Regions from separate parts of the Mus musculus genome. Here region 1 is linked to region 2. The links are chromatin contacts, called in public promoter capture Hi-C maps. All regions are on one chromosome and are shown on one strand. Each heading gives the region's core, a stretch centred on a gene start, on an enhancer-like site or on the middle of the called end of the contact. The rest is flanking DNA. Distances are from core to core; before and after follow the strand shown. Region 1 holds the start of Agrn (agrin). Region 2 holds the start of Prxl2b (peroxiredoxin like 2B).

The links. Promoter capture Hi-C pulls out the DNA fragments that hold promoters and counts their contacts.
Region 1: a promoter capture Hi-C map of trophoblast stem cells shows a contact between it and region 2, with 4 times the contacts expected there. The contact joins the promoter of Agrn here to the promoter of Prxl2b in region 2. A contact is called at or near these places in 3 of 39 promoter capture datasets (liver, pre-B cells and trophoblast stem cells) and 1 of 484 Hi-C or Micro-C datasets (B cells).

The regions. Positions count from the first base shown.
Region 1 is chr4:156,196,169-156,198,868 of GRCm38.p6, forward strand. Agrn (agrin) reads right to left here and starts at 1,320. Exons shown (of 36, transcript NM_021604.3): 1 at 1,046-1,320. The coding sequence starts at 1,252. It overlaps Gm46878 (a long non-coding RNA gene), which reads left to right. Exons shown (of 4, transcript XR_003955191.1): 4 at 2,350-2,700.
Region 2 is chr4:154,897,624-154,900,323 of GRCm38.p6, forward strand. Prxl2b (peroxiredoxin like 2B) reads right to left here and starts at 1,420. Exons shown (of 7, transcript NM_025582.3): 1 at 1,320-1,420; 2 at 853-1,057; 3 at 505-556. The coding sequence starts at 1,382. It overlaps Gm52690 (a long non-coding RNA gene), which reads left to right. Exons shown (of 2, transcript XR_003955190.1): 1 at 1-427; 2 at 808-2,700.

The sequences.
Region 1 (2,700 bases), core at 70-2,569, 1.3 Mb after region 2:
CCTGCCTAGCTCCTGCGAGACACCTAAGACTTGCAGCACCTAAAGAACTTTATCTACCTGCGCCCCCCACCCCCAACTATTGTGGGAGATAACCCAAAGGGGGAAAGCTCACAGTTCTCACACCTCCCCCACCCCAGCCACACCCAGGAGCAGCGGGGAGGAAGTCGGGAAAATCCTGCAGGGACTTGGCAAAGTGCCTCGGCAGGGAGAGGAGGGGGCCCAGCGGGGGGATCCCATGAACACACGGTACTCTGAAGGAAGTCACCATCCTTCTCATTCCCAAAGAGTAAGAACAAATCCTGTTTCCAGCGAAGCGATTTGAGGGACGAGGAGAACCAGCAACGGATATTCCGAGGGTATCGACCCCATACCTATTCCAAGGTGCTCTCAAATTCAGCTGCAGTTGAAACAGAGCTAATTCTACCGTATGGCAGGAGAAACCCAGTCCTTTGAGCCCCTGCGCCTCGAGCACAGGAAACTCAGCCACAGCCCTCTGCCCATTTCTCTGCTCCGGCTCGGACACGCGTTCGCTGCAGCACCTTACGCAGGCTCCCCGGGTTGCAGATTAGACCACACACCCCTGACTCCCTGCAGACCACCCCTCGCCCTGGTAAAGGCCTCGCCACAGGTCGACTTCGTCCCCCCTCGTGCCTCCCCGAGCCCTATTCGTTCCTTTTGGCGAAGGTGTACACTTGTTCCCAACAAGAAAGAGGGGCTCTGGACAAGGGTGGGGGCGGGCACGACAGCAACCGGGGCCTGGACGCCGTGAAAGGAGCCACAGCGGCCCCGCAGTAACTTTCGCACCGAGCGGCGGAGTTTTCCGGGACCCGAGCGCCCCCCCCCCCCGGAGGCTCGGCGGTCGCCGAGGGAGCTCCAGCTGGGGCCGCAGAAACGTGCCGGGTTCGTTCCCACGGCTTGGGGACGGGGTCGCAGCGGGGCGGCCGGCACGCGAAGGGCGGGCCTCGGGGACGGGGACCACGGGGGAGAGGAGCCCCGGGCTGGGAATCCAGAGGGCTGGGTCTCGTGGGGTCCGGCCGGGGCCCACCTTGCAGGAGTAGGTGTGCTGCACCGGGTCCACGTTGAGGATCTCCTCCACTGTGCCGGTGAGCACCACGTTCGCCTCCTCCTCGCGCCGCTCCAAGGCGCGCTCCGGGCACGTCCCGCTGGCGCCCGGCACGGCTGGCGCGGCCGCCGCCAGGAGCAGCAGCAGCGGCAGCAGCGGGGCCGGGAAGCTCAGCCGCGGGCGGACCATGGCGCAGCCCGGAACGGCGGGAGGGAGCCGGGAGAGCGCGCGGGCCGGACCGCTCGGGGGGCAGGACTGGACCGCAGCGCGGCGGAGGAGGAGGGAGGGCGGACGGCGTGGGTGGGGCGGGGACTGGGCGGGGACGGGGCGGGGACGGCGTGGGTGGGGCGGGGACTGGGCGGGGACGGGGCGGGGACTGGGCGGGGACTGGCGGCCCCGCCCCGCCCCCTGAGGGCTCAGCCCGCCCCCCGCTCCCTGCGACCCGCGCGGGCAGCGAACAAAGCCCGGAGACTGCGGCGCCCGCCGAGCTGGGGCGGGGGCTCGGCCGGGTGGGTGGGTGGGTGGCCGCCTTGGGGGAGGGGGAGGCGTCGCGCCGGGGCCCCTCCCCCGTCCGCCTGAACTGTCCTCCCACCGGGAAATGCAGCTGAAGTCAGGTTGATGTATAATCGAGGGGCGACGTGCTGGGAATTCCAAGGGGCTCGCCCGGTCTGCACAGGAGACGCTGGCGGAGCCGGACCTTCCCTTCCCCAGCCTGACGCTAGGGCTGCGCGCAGAGGGCCCCGCGGCTGTCCCGGTGCCACCACAGGCCACGCCCCCTGCCGATGGCCGGTCAGCGGTGACTGTGCCGAATGCGCCCAGACCCGCCCAGTGTGATGCTCCTTGTGGACTTAAGTCTTCTCCAGTCTTGCTACAGAACCGTCCCCGCCCCCTCCGTCTCTCCCTCTGTGGACCAGAGCTTCCCCAGCTTGGCCTGGCTAAGTGCAGGATATAAACCGAGGCCCCCGGGAGCCAAGCTAGCACTAGACCTACAGGAGGTTGAAAGAACGCGCAGGGCGGTGGTGGCGCACTCGGGAGGCAGAGGCAGGTGGATTTCTGAGTTCGAGGCCAGCCTGGTCTACAAAGTGAGTTCCAGGACAGCCAGGGCTACACAGAGAAACCCTGTCTCAAAAAACCAAAAACAAAACAAACAAACCGAGAGAATGGGTGGGGGGGGGGGGGATAGGGGATTTTCTGGATAGCATTTGAAATGTAAGTGAAGAAAAAAATTTTGGAAAAAAAAAAAAACAAAAAAAAAACGAGAGAAGACACTATGCTATCTTCCATAGGCTGTTGAGCCAGAAGCCAGAGTGAAGTGTGAGTGTCAGCAGCTCTTCCTCCTGAGAAAGACTCCACCTTCTGGACCCAGATTTGAGGTCGCATCTACACAGTGGGCTCCAGCGTTGCTAGATCTGGCATCACCTAATCCAGATAAGCACAAACACACCAACCAGAAGGGGGTCTTCTGAGGTTCCACTCAAATTCTCTTAAAGGTCTGAAGGACCACAGAAGGACTTGTACTGACTTGCTTGTGCCCTAAGCGCACTCAAAGGCCCGAGTAAGCTGATAGAGGAAAAGACAAAGAGCCATCAGGCAGAAAGGGGGGTGAAGCTTTTTCAAATTGGGTGCCTCCTATCTGA
Region 2 (2,700 bases), core at 170-2,669:
CACACCTGTTCCCAGTGTCCTGCCCCACCCACTTATCTAACCCAGGGCTCAGGCAGATCAGCAACCAGTCTAACTAGGCTCTACACAAGCCCTGAGAGCCCCCAGGTTGAATACAGCTAGCCTTGGGGGCCCTGGAGAGGTGGTGTGGAGTGTGGGGAATGAGCTCCAAGCTGGGTGTGCCCAGGGATCTCGCTTAGCCGGCACTGCCTATCATGACAGGCAGTCTGTGGCAACAGAGGACTGCAATGAGCCATGGCTAAGGCACTGGGCTCCAAGGTCCCTCCTGTTTATGAAATAGCAGACTTCTGAGGACAGGCCTGCCTTGGACCAACACCCATTAGAAGACTCAAAGAAGGGCTGGCTGAAGCACCAGTGTCAGTTTCCATGAGACAAACTGGAGAGCAGAGCAGATGGCAGTAGCAAGAAGGTACATAAGAGAGCGGTGGCCACTCTGTCCTCCTGTTGTCCCTGGTTAGACTCATGCCCACAAACAGTCACACTTACCGCTTGAAGCCCAGCTCCTTATAGATTTGCTTGCTCTCATCAAGGTAGAGTTCTAGAAAGGAAAGCCACAGCTATGTGCCCCAGGCTTCCTACAGTCTGTCCCCTCCACTTACTGTATCCAGCTCCACCCACCCAAGCCATGAGTAGCAAGGCAGGATTGAATGTCACCACTGCTTAAACGGGAAGGGCAAGAGTCACTGGGACTTTGCCACTAGGTCTGGGCACCAGCCAGGGCACAGGCTGAAGGCAGGGCAGGGAAGAGCTGCATATGCTGACACATGAATATGTTCTTGTTGGGCCTAGAAAGGGAGAGGTCAGCCCAGGCTCTGAGTCCGGGAAGAGTCGCACCTCCTGAGAAGTAACCACCATCCAGAAACTCCTGCAGGCCCAGGGCCTCAGGCCCCACGCCCACCAGGCGCACATCGTGTTGGTCCAGGATGCTCCGGAGGTTGCTGAGGTCCTGGGCGATCCAGCGGCACACCATGCAGCCGAAGCGTCGCAGACCGGCCACCACACAAGCTTTCTCCTGCCATAGGCTCCGCAGCTCCACAGCCTACAGAATGGATCGGTCAGGGGACATGGGCTCACCAACCCCCTATGCCCGGCAGCCTCACATGTCCCGCAGCGTGCTGCTCCAAGATTCGCAGCTGACTGGTCCTCCTGATGGTTCCTCTGTGGACCATGAGCTGTACCCACGCCCAGTACGCGAACTCATAGGACCCCTCAGGACCTCCACTCCAACCCATGTGAGTTGCCAAGGCTCTGGGCCAGGTATTAGGGGAGGCGTTCTCCGCCCTGCGCGAGCCAAATCTCACCTCCCCAGTCACTGCATGTTTCAAGACACACGCTCCTACGCGACCAAGGTCCACCACATTCATGGCCTCCTCCGTCCCTTTCTGCTCCACGGTCCCTTCTCGCAGCCTGGGGAGGCTCACTCTGTCCTGCGCAGCCTCTTCAGCCAGCCTATGCCCCGCCCATAATCCCGCCCCAGTCCTGGTGGGCACCACCTCCAGGGGGTTCAGGTCACATGACTGTGCGCTTGTCTCGCCCCAGGCTCCGCCCCTGATATTAGTATACAGGCACACCCTCTCTCCAAAGAGACAATCACTGCAGATCTCTTTGCCTAAGCCTAGGTTGTTCTCATATGTATAAGCTTATTAGCCAATGGCGTAGCAGGTAAAGCTCAATGGACAGTCTGCAAGCGGTGCGCCTGCGCAGAATGCGTTTGCGTGGCTCTCTAGCGTTTGCGTAGCTCTCCACTAGCATCAGGTGGTCCCTAGTAGTGCAGCAGGGTGGTAGAATTAGAGCCAAAAAGTTGAAACGGGGAATCGAACTCACAAATCACTAGTGTGAGGAACAGTAGGGCAGCCGGCACTTACAGTAGTGAAAGGACCAGCCTTTCCAAGTCTAAGTTCCTGCTTTGCATTTTCGCGAAATCCTATTAACTTCCATCGTAAAGTACCATTTCCTGCTGTGTGGATGTCAGTTTTTAAACTACGGGCTCTCATGTACAACAATCCAAAGGAGATAAACAGGAGCTCGCAGTGGTGTGTCCCTAGGAAGAGTAGAAGGCTCAGGAATCCACGTGTTCTGTCCTTTCCTCACTAAGTAAGCCCTGTGATGCTTTCTAGGGCCATGTTCAAGCATCTGACAGATGTAGAGGCTAGGAAAGGAAGAGAGCCACCACAAGATACCTAGCTGAGGCTGAACAGCCAGGCAGGAAGTTAGGAACCATACATATCACTGTGTCAAAAGGAGAAGCTAGAGAGATGGCTCAGTGGTTAAGAGCACTAGCTGCTCTTGCAGAGGGCCCACGGTTTGGTTCCCAGCATCCCTACAGCGACTCACAATCCTCTGCAAGTCCAGCTTGAGGGCATCTGATGCTCCCTTACGGTCTCTTCAGGCACCAGGCACTCACATTGGGCCCAAACCTATGCAAGCAAGAGTAGGCTGGGGAGGTGACTCGGTAAAATGACAGAGACCTGTAATCCCATGTCCTGGGGGAAGCAAAGGCATGAGAATCAGCAATAGACCTTGTCTCAAGAAATACGATTGAGAGGCACTGAGTAAAACACTCAACCGCTGGACTCCCCGGGCACACACAAGTGCACACAGGTGTGCAAAGGTACATTTTAAAAAAGGAAAGAAAATAAAGTTGCAGAATCAGGAGGAGCTGGTCCTGTAGAGCAACTGGTC